Linked DNA regions of Mus musculus: regions 1 and 3 are each linked to region 2. A link is a contact called in public HiCAR-type data. All regions are on one chromosome and are shown on one strand. The core of a region is the stretch at or near the end of the contact, and the rest is flanking DNA. Distances in the headings are between cores, read along the strand shown.

Region 1 (4,711 bases), core at 231-2,730, 1.2 Mb before region 2:
TCTATTTAAAACACCCACATCAGGAGGTTCATAACTGACTGTAACTGCAGTTCTAGGGGATCGGAGGATCTCTTCTGATATCCATGGGTACTTGCACTCATGTGTGCATACCAATAAATAGGTGCACACACATATACACATAATTAATCATTAAGCTGGGCAGTGATGGCACACATTTATAATTCCAGGACTCAGGGGGCAAAGGCAGGCCAGCCTGGTCTACAGAATCAGTTCCAGGACAGCCAGGGCTACACTGAGAAACAATGTCTCAAAAAAAAAAAAAAAAAAAAAAAAAAAAAAAAAAAAAGGAAAAAAAAAATCTTTAAAAATACCAAATGCACTAAAATAAAGAAATCCTTTTATATAATGCTTAAACTTCATGTTTACTGGTTCATTCTCCGTAAAACTAGCCAAAATGTTACTGTACCTTTTCATCTTCCCACTGAAAAAAGTTACAGTCTTTTCTATCTCTACAGGCTGAGCAGGCATAAAACTTTCGTGTTTCTTCCTTCCCTTGGTTCACTTTTACAAAGAGAAGAGTAGGCCCTAGTTCCAGAATAGGAAGAAAAAATAAGTATCAAGCAGTAGTCTACACCAAGTTTCTCTGCCTTAAATAAAACTTATTTAGGCATTATACATAATTTATAATTCAATGTACTATCCTCTTTGATAAATCTTATTTTCTTCCATTGCAACACTGATGCATTTGAATATTAGAAATAATTTTTAAAACTGCTCTCTTCAAAAAGAAAATGCTTTCTGTTTACATTACAATAGTCAACAGCTGGGGTCCATGACGAAAGTATGCTTAAAAGAACAAACGCGAATAAAACAAGGGGGAAAGCCCGGAGAACTGCAAGGTTTGCCGTTACCATTTTCAGTGAAACCCTGAGCTTTACAGTTGGAAAGCCGCAAGAAGTAAACTTAATTAGGCTTCCAGGGTTTTGTTGTTTATTCTAACTTCAAAACAATAAAACCCCATCAATTCAACAAATTAAATTCCGCTAAGAACTTGTCAGCAAGAAGCCTTCAGCCCCGTGCATTCTACGTTCGGCTTTCTCCCTAACCTGTCCCCCAAAGCAGAGATGCTAACAGCTCTGGAGACAAAGCTCCAGCAGCCAGGACCTCTCTGGGGGTTTACTAAATAGAGTGACAAACACTTTCTGAAACCGGGTGTTATTCACGCATCACACAAGGTAAGGAAGAGGGGGTGGGAAAAAGCCTTCTCTTCCAGACACAAATCCGAAAAACCCGCAGAGCACCTAGCCCAAGCCTCGCCATTGGCGCCGCCGGCAAGGCTGAGCGCAGACGCCGACCCACCGTGCGGGCACAGCGGGGCAGGAGCCGTGGGGTTCGAGGGAAGCGCCACCTCTACCCCGGACGCCCTACGCCCCGCGTCGCCATCACCCTCCAGGGACTCAAGACAGTCCATGGGCGCCGCCATCTTTCTGCCGAAGTCCCGAAAGCCTCTGTCCCAACCAAGGAGGCGGAGAAAGAGCGCCGCCGCGGCACGCGGAACCCACAGCGCCCCACGCGTCCTGGAGGAGCCATGCCGCCGTCAGACCCAGAGTGAGAAACTAAGCAGGACACCCACCCACCCACCCACCCACCCACCCACACACACACCCGTGGGGGTTCTGGGGTGAAGCTGGAAGGCCTATGCCAAGAGAGCACCTATAACCAGGAGAAGAGATGAATCTTTAGAACAAAGATCTGATTAGATTATAGATCCAAAAGAGCAACAAAGAGGTAAACAATGGCTGAACCACACAGCACAGCAGCTCTATTGCGTTTAACAATGCCAAAGAACTGTCTAGTCTTTTGGTTTGGTTCTGTTCTGTTCTGTTCTGTTCTCTGACAGGGTTTCATGTAGTCCAGGCTAGCCTCTAACTCCCCAGTAGCAGAGTGTAGCCTGGAACTCCTAATCTTTTGCCTCTACCTCCCAAATGCTGGGGTTACAAACACATGCCTCACCATGCCTGGAGCTCATCTAACACTTGCTCTTACACGTAATTATTGAATTCTCGTTCTCGTTTGTACCTCAGGAAAAGAATGTCGCCATTTGCCAGTGGCAGTTGTCTACATAAAAAATATCAAAGAATGTACACTTTTTAAATAACTTCTAGGTTAACTTGAGTTTGGTAAGTTTCAGGATATGAGACTAACATACCCTGGCAGTGATTGTCTAAACATAAAATTTAGAATACCACTTAGAATTTCCAAGCAAAAGAAGCATGTATTTGTTTAACGTACACAGGTCTCATGAGCAGAAAACTAGAAAATGTGGTTGAAAAAAAAATCAAGAAAGATCTAAATAAATGTGGAAGCGTGGTCTGTTCATTACACGGGAAACGGAACACAGTAAAGATGCCACCTCCTACCAGGTTAAGTGCAGACAGGTTGAGTGCAGTTTCTAGCAAAATCTCAGCCAGATATACAAAGTATTATTCTGAATTTTATAGGGAAAGGCAAAGAAATGGCTAAAATAATTTTAAAAGAAAATAACCAAGTGGGAGAGATCAGTCTATCTAATTCCAAACAGTGGTAGTAGTAGTCAAGGCTCATTCATACACACATCTGTCAATGAAATTGCAAATTGTAACACGCGTACATGCGTGTATACACACATGCACATGCACACACTCTGATCTGAATAAGGTACATGAGGAGGTATATAATTATGATAATAAAGCAGCCTTCAAAAATGATACAGTCTTCTCTTTTCTGAGGAAAAACTTTGGTGAGAAAAATCCCACACCTTAGATTTAGGTACACAGTTATTCACCAGTTTACAACAGGCACAAATTCTAGAAACTCTGCCACTAGGGGATTTTATTGCATAGGCATTAGAGTAAAATTTAAAAAACTGGGGAGGCTACAACATCACCAAGATCCTAGGTTTTAGGGTTTTTTTTTTGCGGGTGGGGTGGGGGAACATTTACGTACACATCCCATCGGTAACTGGAATGTTATGAGGTGTTAACTATGGTTGATAGACATCTATGTATTTATTTGCTAACAGGGTTATGATAATCATCAGTAAGTTATGAGTGTTTTTATTGCCTAATAGAGTCTTTACTTCATACTGGGAAATACTGGGGGCAGAAATACTCTGAAATCCTTGGAAGGATTCTGATGGAAACTGAAAATAGACCCGAGCACAGGGGTGGACTCTGGCTGCCTGTCCTGTCACTCAGAGTTTGATCCTAAGACCCAATGAATTCGGAAACTCTTCCCACAGAGTCTCTGGACAAATCAGTAAAATCCTACAAGTACCAGGAAGACTATCCCATTATCCTCAGAGAACTCCACTCTCCAAATCTCCTTCAAACACAATGAGTGAAGCCAGATCTTTTGTAGAGAATGTCTTAGCATTGTCTCTATCTTCTGGTTGAAAAACTTTGGTCCTATCAAACACAAGCAACAGAGATGACTGATACGACAGTCATCATGATGGAGATGTGTAGTCACTACTGGGGCATCCTTTTCCACAAGGATGGTGTTTTCTGCAACAAGTAGCTCTGCCTATTAGCCTTCCCTGTAAATTTCCAGATGCTTGGTAGAATATGGTCTTTTGCTTTACCACTCCAGTCACAGATGTAAAAGTACTTTTTATTTGCCTATCCAACTGTTGTCTGGAAGGATTATGGTCTCAATCTGCTGACCTAGGCCTGGTCCTGGAAGCTTCTGGCCTCCATATATCTGGACTTAGAATGTTTTCAGCTTCTGAGACTTCTTGGTGAATAAGCTCACCCTTTCTTGTTCTTTCTGAACTCTAACTGCCTGTTCAACCCAGCAGTTCTGGCTCACAAACTCCTTTCCAAGCTGACTGATTTGATCTGGTTTCTCTTCCTTGGCCTTTCCTGAATGGTTCTGCTTGACCTCATACTAATTTTGGCAATCTGTTCTAATCTTGTGTCTCCTCATTCACTGGCTCGTTCTGTCTTCATCTGTGTCTGGCTTGTTCTCTCTGCAACTAGTCTCTGTACAACTGTCCCAATGAAACTGCCTCCTTCCTCTCTTTCTGTGTTCTTTTGCTCTCCCTCCCAAACACCCTGTTCAAATACCCTGCAATGCTCACATCTGGACCCTGATGCCCTGCTGAGCTGGCCAGGAAGCCCCCTATATGTCCTCTCTCTGCTTTCCTCCCCAGCTGTGAATAGCCCCAAACTGTGATGCTTATCTGGGAAGGCCTGAGACCCAAAGGACCATGGGAGATTTCTGGGATCTCTAAAAAACAGTGAGGGGGCTGGGGAGATGGCTCAGCTGGTAAGAGCACTGACTGTTCTTCCAGAGGTCCTGAGTTCAATTCCCAGCAACCACATGCTGGCTCACAACCATCTGTAATGGGATCCAATGCCCTCTTCTGGTGTGTCTGAAAGACAAGCTACTGTGTACTCATATATATAAAATAAATAAGTCTTAAAAAATAATTAAAAAAAAAGAAAAACAGTGAGAACACTGCAGAACTACATACCCCAGAACTGCTACTTCTGAGCTCTTGAGACTTCCTGAGCTCTTCTTTGTTGTGTTTTGCTTTCTTTTGTTTTTTTAGAGACAACAGCTAGCCAAGTATCACTGGCCGGCCTAGAATTCACTATTGTAACCCAGCCTGGCCTTTAACTTGTGGCCATTGTCTAGCTTCAGCTTCTAAAGTTCTAGGATTACAGGCATGTGCCATCATGTGTGGCCTTCACCTTAGCATGTCTGA
Region 2 (4,336 bases), core at 536-3,035:
AGTGAAGTATATTCACCTAATTTAGAATGTCAAAGCTGTTGGCCATCTTGTTCTGTTCACTTATTGACAAACTGTCGATTTCATTACCATATTCCCTGTCTACTAGTTGTGGACATCCAAGCAAACAGACCCCTTATACGGGGTCTGAAGCAAACAGCAAGCTTGTGGGCTTTGTGTGTGTGTGTGTGTGTGTGTGTGTGTGTGTGTGTGTGTGTGTGTGTGCACGCTCGCTGCATTTCTTTCTTTCACTTTACTGTATTAGTAACTGACTATATAAAGTCAGACTGAGAGAAGTCACCAATGTTTTCCTTCTAAGGGGAGAGAAAATAAAGAGCACATTAAATTAACCTCAGTGGAATAGGAGTTTAAATGAATGGTGCTTTATAAATTATATTTAGATGCATAGGGACTTTTTTCTTCTTCTAAATTACTGTCAAGTAAAGGAAATGAGCTGGTTTTTGAGTCTGTGGGGTTTGAGGTATTGTGAAAATATGTTTTCAAAGGTCCCCTGTGCATTTCTCACTGGGCCTGGAAGGGTTAAGTCTGAGCACCCAAGTGTTATGGAAAGTGCTGAGAGTTGGTTATGTCCTCTGTCTGTAATGTCACAGGAAAAACAGTGGCACCTGCATTACCCCTCATTGACTCAGGAACGACAAAAAAGTATTAGTAAGCAAAGCTCAAGAAATGAGTATCTCTGCTGATACCATTTCAGTGTTTTTCCTTCATTCCCTGGACATTCTTGATTTCAAAAACAAACTGTACAGCCCAAGGCACTAGGGTTGGAGTCCAATGTTTATTCAAAAAGGCACCCTGAAGCCATGAGGAAGACTGTGCTACATATGAGAAAAGAAATAAGGGGTGGGGGCAGGTGAGTAGCTAAGCTGTTTCAGGGATGGCAGCAGCAATTGTATTTTCTAGCATTTGTTTTCTGGGAGCCTATGAGATCCACGGAAAGAATCATGAGGGGGAACCCAAGAGTCTAGGGTGTTGTGGCTTGCTTGCTTTACAAGGAGCAAGGCAAACTGCAGTAACAGTTTAGGAGACTGCATTCTCTACTGCCAAGGAGACAGCTGATTTGGGGTAGAGAAATTTGTTTAGACCTAAACAAATGTGGCGGTTTTGTTGACTAAACATGGAAAGAAAGAAAGAAAGAAAGAAAGAAAGAAAGAAAGAAAGAAAGAAAGAAAGAAACAAAGAAAGAAAGAAAGAAAGGAAGGAAGGAAGGAAGAAAGGAAGAAAGGAAGGAAGGAAGGAAGGAAAGAAAGGAGAGAGAGAAAGAAAATCGGGGGTGTTGCCTTCAAACACTCCTCTAATAGGGAGGGAAAAAAAAGAATCTCATGAAAATGTATCACATGAGGAGCGCTTGCTTCAGTTCCAAGCTGAGTCTGGGGCTACTTGGAAACCATTTCTTAAAGCACACACATTTTAGGCAAGGGTGTAGTTACTGTGTCAGTAACAGGGGATCTTTGCTATTTGCCTGTTTTGGATGGAAAATAAATTTAAAAAAAAAAGATTGCAGGAGATTTGAGTTATTATGTGAGCAGGGCTCCGGTTTAGAGTTGGTGGCATTCAAAGCTGGCTTCAGTCACAGTGTGATGCTTGAAGCCTCCCAAAGGCCAAGTGTTTCCTTTTCTTTCTTCTATTTTTTTTTTCCTCTCTCTCTAAGCGTTACTTCACTGAGGCAGAGGGCTGCCTTGGAGTGACGTCAGGAGTTTGTGCAGCAAGCTTGCACAGGAGAAGGGAGGCTGGGTGAGTGACAGCCCAGCCTACTTTTTAATAGCTTTGTCATGTGACTGGGGACTGTAGTAAGACAGGTGCCTTCAGTTCACTCTCAGTAAGGGGCTGGTTGCCTGCATGAGTGTGTGCTGTGTGTCAGAGTGGATTGGAGTTGAAAAAGCTTGACTGGCGTCATTCGGGAGCTGGATGGCTTGGGACATGTGCAGCCAAGACTCTGTATGGAGTGACATAGAGGTGAGCTGGGGCTGAGTATTGCAGGACCGGAGCTTCTCTCAGATGCAATGATTCCTGGAGGGGGGGGGGGATGGGCTAGGGGAGAGGAGGGGACATAGAAAGTGGCTCAGCGGGAGCTTTTGGAGGGGGAAATCTCCATCTTATCTTAACTCCAATAAGTTTGCTATTTTAAGGTGGCTCGGAGATGCCTTGAGCAAATCAAAGCTTAGCTGCTGTCATCAGTATCTGTAGCAGTTAGAAACTCTTTCCATGTGCCTTTGGCTCTGTTTCTACTCATATGCAATATTTATGCTCTAAGATATTGATATGAATCAGGAGCTGAAGTCTTTCCAGTGTTCAGTGGCCTGCTTGGAAAAATGCCATTTCTATTTATAAGAAAATGAAGATAAACATTAAAATGAATTGTGTTAAAAAGAGAGTCCGTTTTGACTCTCGTCAGGATTTATCTTTTCCGCCCTCCTCTCTCTGTTCATTAAACAGAGAATTTACAAGACCCTAAATATTCCTGCTGGGTCTGAGTTAGGTTGCTTTTCCCACAGAACACAAAACGACAGTGCTGTTTCCTTTAAAACACTTGTGTGCGGCTGAAAGGGTTGGCTAGCGAGTTAAAAAAAAAAAAAAAAATCCCAGCCTTAAGAGACCAAAGCTTTCTGTTTGCTTCTGTGGCGAGAAACCGAACGGTTAAATCTCTCTACCACGGAGAGCTGCCTGAAGCCGGGAGAGAATGGAGTTTATGCAGACCGTGTGTGGAGCAGCTCACTGCTTGTGTAAAAATAGACCGCAATACATCAATTCCACAGTCTCTGCTGGCTACAATTCATACAGGGGAGGAAAAAACACAAGCAGTTTCCCCGTAATCTCTGGAGTCTAGCTGGGGCCAGAGGACTTCAGCGTGTTTGCATTCAGTACAATGGAATGTTCTCGGGGAAAGTTTGAGCAAGTTGGAAAACAAGTGAAACTTTTGTGGACTCTGGTGAGATGGACCCGAATTGAATTGCGCGGAGGATCGGAGCTGCTAACTAACAATGGTGCTTCCTCCCGGTAGCGGGGGCACGTAGGGTAAGGGGGAGGGTCAAGTGCCACACGTGATTTGATTAAATAAGATGTCCGTGTGGTGCAGTGATACACATCTAAAGTGAAAATGATTTGGCGAGGCCGCCTGCGAATGCATTTTTCCTATCTAGCCAGGCGTGCCCTGGGTCCTTAACTCTTTGCTGGGTCTGCAGATGTTGGCTCCGTTTGCTTTCCCTAGGCTTTGGCAGATCGGATTTGCAGGTTATAATTATTGTTATCTTGTGATTTCTTGGCAAGGCAGAATAGATATAGATAATTCATGTGTCCCTTGGCTATTGAAGTCAGAGTTCTAAGTGGATTCAAAGTCCTAATTGTTGGAGTAGCCAGCGTAACCCGTGGGTGGTTGTCTGGCTGGCACCATAGCTCTCTTCGAATCACTTTCATTTTTACCTCTTGGATCGTTCCGAAACTGCTCAGAGACTGAAGAGCTGTGATCTAAAGGAGATGAGGAAGATTTGCCTTAGTCAGAATTCCTGTGATTGTTTGCAAATAAACGCCATAGCCATTTATAACCATGGCTTTAAGTTTGTTCTTTCTTTGTTTTTCTTAAGGAGTTGGGGATAGGGGCTCAGCGTCCAGCCTTAGATTGAGTCTCAGTTAGTGCGGCATAGTAGACAGCCAGCTGCTAGAAACCCGTGCCTTCGAGCCTGTGGCTCTGGGAATCATTCCTGCCTGTCGAAATATTACAAGCAGCAGGTAGTGTGGGCAGCTTCCATTTTTTTGAATCATTAATGCTTGCTGTCATCTTCAAACCTATTATGTCCTTTCACACATAATGACAGGACAGTGTATTGGTTAATAAAAACCCAAACCACCAGAGCTACTCAGAGTCTCCTGGTATTTCACAGCTTAATGGAGGGGATGTACAATAAGGTTACTAAGATTGATAGAGACAGATCACCTGACACTCTTCACGAAGACTGTCATTCTTACCTGCCTCCATACCTCCCAGTTCAACTACTGTTTTTATCACAAGTTAAGTTTCTGTTTTTTATTAATTTAATTAAGGCTGCCAAGTCCACTGACTCTCTCTTCTCTCTCTCTTTAAAATTTACCATCAATGGCACCAAAATCTCTGAAAGGTTAATGGAGAATTATACTTAATTATAATGAATCATTATCATCCATGCAGTTAAGCTAATTTATTGTCTGCTTCTTAACTAAGGGAAAAGACTGTCTGTTGGGGTGAAATAACATACAATAATTAGCCTTTTGTGTTTAGAGATTGTGTTGGCCTCTTAAACCTTATTGTAAAAAACGAAGGCTACAGTTGTGAAATTGCTTTCAGAGT
Region 3 (4,302 bases), core at 199-2,698, 1.1 Mb before region 2:
TATCTTTTGGCAAGGAAATACCACAGACCACCCTGAAAATGGACATACACTATCTAAAATACATTTTAAAAATCAATCTAAAAATGGTGAAATGGCCATTGAGGTCATGGTTCAGCCCACTTTTGTAGACTTTTCCTAGACTATGTTGTAGGCAGGTTACAATGATCCTCAGTTAACCTCAGTGATCTTTGTCAAGCTTCACAGCTAATGTTGACTTGGGAGACTAACCAGCTTGTCTATGTTGCAATGAGTGGCTCCATAGAGACATGTGATATCCTTTTGAAGATATCTGGTAGCCCCTAAGCAAATGTCCCGGGAGGCTCAGAGATTAGCCGAGCAAAAGGTCCAACCATTTACCACATCCTTTCTTTTCAAAGGCAGGGGCTAGGCACCGGTAGTGTACAATGGTGCCTTTGAATAGCTGCAGGATTGTGACCTTTGTATGCTCAGGGATTTTAATGGGTAAGAAAGCTGGCTTGGCAGTGATCTCTCAGAACATTTTCATTGTTTCCCACATCTCCCCTCTTTCCCCATGAGCCTTTATTTTTATATGGCTACGATTCTATGAAATAGTGCATTACAGAGTCCCGTAGCTTCTTGTCCATTTTTGTTGTGGTGCCCAAAAAAGGTGAGGAACTCTTCTTCCCTCAAACATTTCAAAGTCATATAGAATTTGCAGGCCATGTGTGCTTGCTTGCTGACATGTAAGTACATATATGTTCTACCAGTGGGGAATTCCTACATTTGGTAGACTACTACTATGTTCTAAAGATACACTATTCATGGACAAATGTTAGTACAAAGTTCTTAAAGGAATTCTGTAGATCTAAACTTAGTAGAGAAAACTCTAGATCTCAGGTAAGATATGCATAAGGTTCCTCTTCCCATAATATGATGGTGGGTTGAGTTATTGCAGATTATTGCATAATTTAAAATGAAAAGAGTAACTATCATGAGATAAATTTGCCGCGAGAGCAGGGCTCTATCCTTTCCTAAGGTTGTCAGGCAGTAGGAATTGCTGAAATATATCAAGGTATGTATGATGTAAGGTTCTGGAATCTGACACAGTCTGGGGAAGACTCAAACAATATGACTGGAACAGATCATAAATTGTCATTTCCTGAGAAGCCCACACAATGACTCTTCTGCCTTCTCTGCCCTCTCTTGAAGTACTAGTGTTCTTGATTACAAGAGGGCTTACCTAGCCCAATCCAACTCCCCTTTCTTCTGGCCGGAAACCCGTTAATCTTGCCAACTCTCTCATATATACTCAAGGTTTCCAACTTCTTCCCAAGTGCTTGTGGTGTTGGGGAATGGGAGTGGAGGGCCACCAAGACGGCTCTGCGCATGCGCGGAAGTCGAAGGCGGCGTCTTAGGGTGTTTTGGGTCCACGGCCGCCCCGTACCGTCCGGGCAGCGCGTTGCATCCTGGGCCTCGGTGTGTGTTCAGTGGGCGCCGTCATGAACCCGGAGAGCTTCGCGGCGGGCGAGCGGCGGGTGTCTCCGGCTTACGTGAGGCAGGGCTGCGAGGCTCGGCGCGCCCACGAGCACCTCATCCGGCTGCTTCTAGAGCAGGTACTCGGCGCTCGGGCTCGGCGTGTGCCGAGAGGGGCGGGGCAGCGCGGCGCCTTGGTGTGTGCGGAGCTGTCAAAGTCCAAGGGCTTGGTCCGCCGGGGCCATTCGGGGATAGATCGCATGCGGCCGGTAGACCTGCGCCCGCGGGCAGCTGCCCGCCGCACCTCTCTGGCCTCACCTCTTGACGGGAGTCCTGAACCGTAGTGCCCCCAGGGTCTGCCAGCCCCTAGTTTGAAAACTCACCCGAGGACGTCACCTTTTCAGTTTCCCTAACTCCACTGAGCCCTCGCAAACTTCAGTGGCCATATTACATAAGTCCGCAACCTCTATAGTTTGTAGTCAAATAGAAAACGAACGTTTGGCCAATTGGCAAACGTTCCTTCATAGCTGCTGAGTTTATTTCTGATGTGAGGAATCAAGGGTCATTAAAACACATTAAAAGGAATTCAAGTACATTGATGTGGAGTTTTAGGGGCCGATAATTTACCTGAATATAAATGCCATTACTTTTTTTTTTTAAGGGCAAGTGTCCAGAGGATGGCTGGGATGAAAGTACCCTCGAACTCTTTCTGCATGAGCTTGCAGTCATGGATAGCAACAATTTCTTGGGTAATTGTGGTGTGGGAGAAAGGGAAGGGAGAGTGGCCTCTGCTTTGGTTGCTCGACGACATTACAGGTATGGTTCTTAAACTACTTATGAAATTATTTACTTATTCATTCATTCTGGGAATGGGAGTGGAAGGAACTTAAAATAATGGTGGTGGTATTCCTACTAAATTATAAAGTTTCCACTCAGAAATAATCCCTTCCCTCATGAAATGGGTAATGGGTACAGAAATCAAACGGAACTGAGAGATGGAACTGAGAGACTTGGAGCTTTCAAGACAGTAGTTCTGATATATGGTGGTTTCCTCTTTCATCCAGCAGACTGGTCAACATCACTGGTGCTGTGTTCTGACAATATTTAAACTAGTACATCTGTTATAAAAACTTAATGAAGCAAAACAAAGCAAAATTTAAAAAAGCATAGTTACGGCTGAGGAGCTGGCTCGGTGGTTAAGAGCACTGACTGTTCTTCCAGAGGTCCTGAGTTCAATTCCCAGCAACCACATGATGGCTCACAACCATCTGTAAGGGGATCTGATGCCTTCTTCTGGTGTGTCTGAGGACAACTACAGTGTACTCATATACATAAAATAAACAAGTCTTTAAAAAAAAAAAACAGTTCATTTCAAAAGGAATAAGAGTTATTCTAGAGATACATATAAGTGACAGGTGACCCCAAATATTATGTTCTTCTGGATGGTAACAGTTCCATGAAATTTTTATGTAAAATAGTCGCAGAACAAAATCATAGGCCAAGACACTTTTTGACTACACTAGTAGAAATATAGAGGTAGGCATGTTTAGGAAAAGCAGGGAAATTCCGTTGCAGGCCCTGGCTGTTGTCTGATGACATTCTTAGCTTATGGGTAGGTGAAGCTAGGGGGTTTCTGTCCCTTCCAGAAGGATTGACCTAATAGTCACAGGGTTGCTAGGTCACACAGAGGGAAGATGTTTTGGTTCTTGGCCTGCCAGTTGCTAACTTGCCACAATCATAGACGTTCAGCCAGCCTTGCAGAGTGTTTACCATGGGCGTGGCCTTCTTTCTTTTTCTTTTTTCAAACTTCACTTGATATACATCATGGTTGTGTGTTGTTGTGTTGTTGTTGTTTTTTTTCTTTTTTAAGACATTCTCACTTTGTAACTGTGGATGGCCTAGAACTCACTTTGTAGCTCCTGCTGGCCTCAGACAAAGAGGTTCACTTGCCTCTGTCTCCTGACTCATAGGATTAAAGGTGTTCAACCCCACTTGCAGCCATGTTTTCTTTGTAATGTACAGGTTTTACTGGAGAGTAGAGCGTGTTTATCACTGTCTGAATTCCAGCAGATGGGGGAGCAGTTGTATTAGATGATTACATTATTTGTATTAGTTTTGAGATTTTACTCCATTCTGAAAAGTGATTTTTTTAAGAGTCTCACCTGCCTCTGCTAGGACTGAAGGCCTGTGCCACCACTGCCTGGCAAGAATGATTTAATCATTAATTGGTAGTGCTTTTGGATATGACTGCTTATTTCTGTCTTCCACCCTTTCTGTGAGAAATATGATCTCTTAAAAAACTTCTTGTTTTTTTGTTTTTAAATCATGGTGAAATATTTGAGGCTTACTAAAATTTTAATGAAAATATTTGCAGTCAGAAGTGATGCTAATGAGTAGGGATGCAGATTTCCAGTCTAACAATGCCCTGGTAACAAGGTCCATAGATAATGCATATGGATATCTTGTATATAAGGCGTGCCTGTAAAGAAGTACAGTACCAGTTAGTGCTTCTGATACTCTCATTATACACAGTTTCAGATCTAATTGAATGTAAGGAGCATCAGAAGGAGTTGTTTCTTTTTAAAATTGGAGTATTCCAATTTTTAGTGTTTTTAAGTGTATAGGACCATCTAATTTAAGACACGTGGATTTGTACACTCATTTTTAAGAAACATACTTTAGAAATTAGGAAAGTTTTTGCTTGGGTGGTGGCACTGCCTGTAATCCCAGCACTTAGCAGAAATAGGGGCAAAGGTCCAAAGTATAGGGTCAGCCAGGGCTTCTTAGTGAGATCCTGTCTCAAAAGGCCACTGTCACCGCCAACAACTAATTAGGACAGTCTCTAAAGCATCGACTCATTCAGATTGA

The links. HiCAR-type assays count read pairs that join an accessible place to other places.
Region 1: a contact with region 2 is called in a HiCAR-type map of astrocytes, with 3 times the contacts expected there. The contact joins the promoter of Zcchc4 here to the promoter of Ppargc1a in region 2. A contact is called at or near these places in 1 of 39 promoter capture datasets (cranial neural crest) and 1 of 115 datasets of contacts at active chromatin or transcription factors (astrocytes).
Region 3: a HiCAR-type map of astrocytes shows a contact between it and region 2, with 2.6 times the contacts expected there. The contact joins the promoter of Sepsecs here to the promoter of Ppargc1a in region 2. A contact is called at or near these places in 2 of 39 promoter capture datasets (hippocampal neurons and liver) and 2 of 115 datasets of contacts at active chromatin or transcription factors (astrocytes and pro-B cells).

What each region holds. Positions count from the first base shown.
Region 1 is chr5:52,779,824-52,784,534 of GRCm38.p6, reverse strand. Zcchc4 (zinc finger, CCHC domain containing 4) reads right to left here and starts at 1,480. Exons shown (of 13, transcript NM_001308144.1): 1 at 1,321-1,480; 2 at 428-546. The coding sequence starts at 1,444.
Region 2 is chr5:51,551,370-51,555,705 of GRCm38.p6, reverse strand. It overlaps Ppargc1a (peroxisome proliferative activated receptor, gamma, coactivator 1 alpha), which reads left to right and starts at 1,785. Exons shown (of 13, transcript NM_008904.2): 1 at 1,785-1,971. The coding sequence starts at 1,924.
Region 3 is chr5:52,666,847-52,671,148 of GRCm38.p6, reverse strand. Sepsecs (Sep (O-phosphoserine) tRNA:Sec (selenocysteine) tRNA synthase) reads left to right here and starts at 1,448. Exons shown (of 11, transcript NM_172490.4): 1 at 1,448-1,574; 2 at 2,096-2,250. The coding sequence starts at 1,461.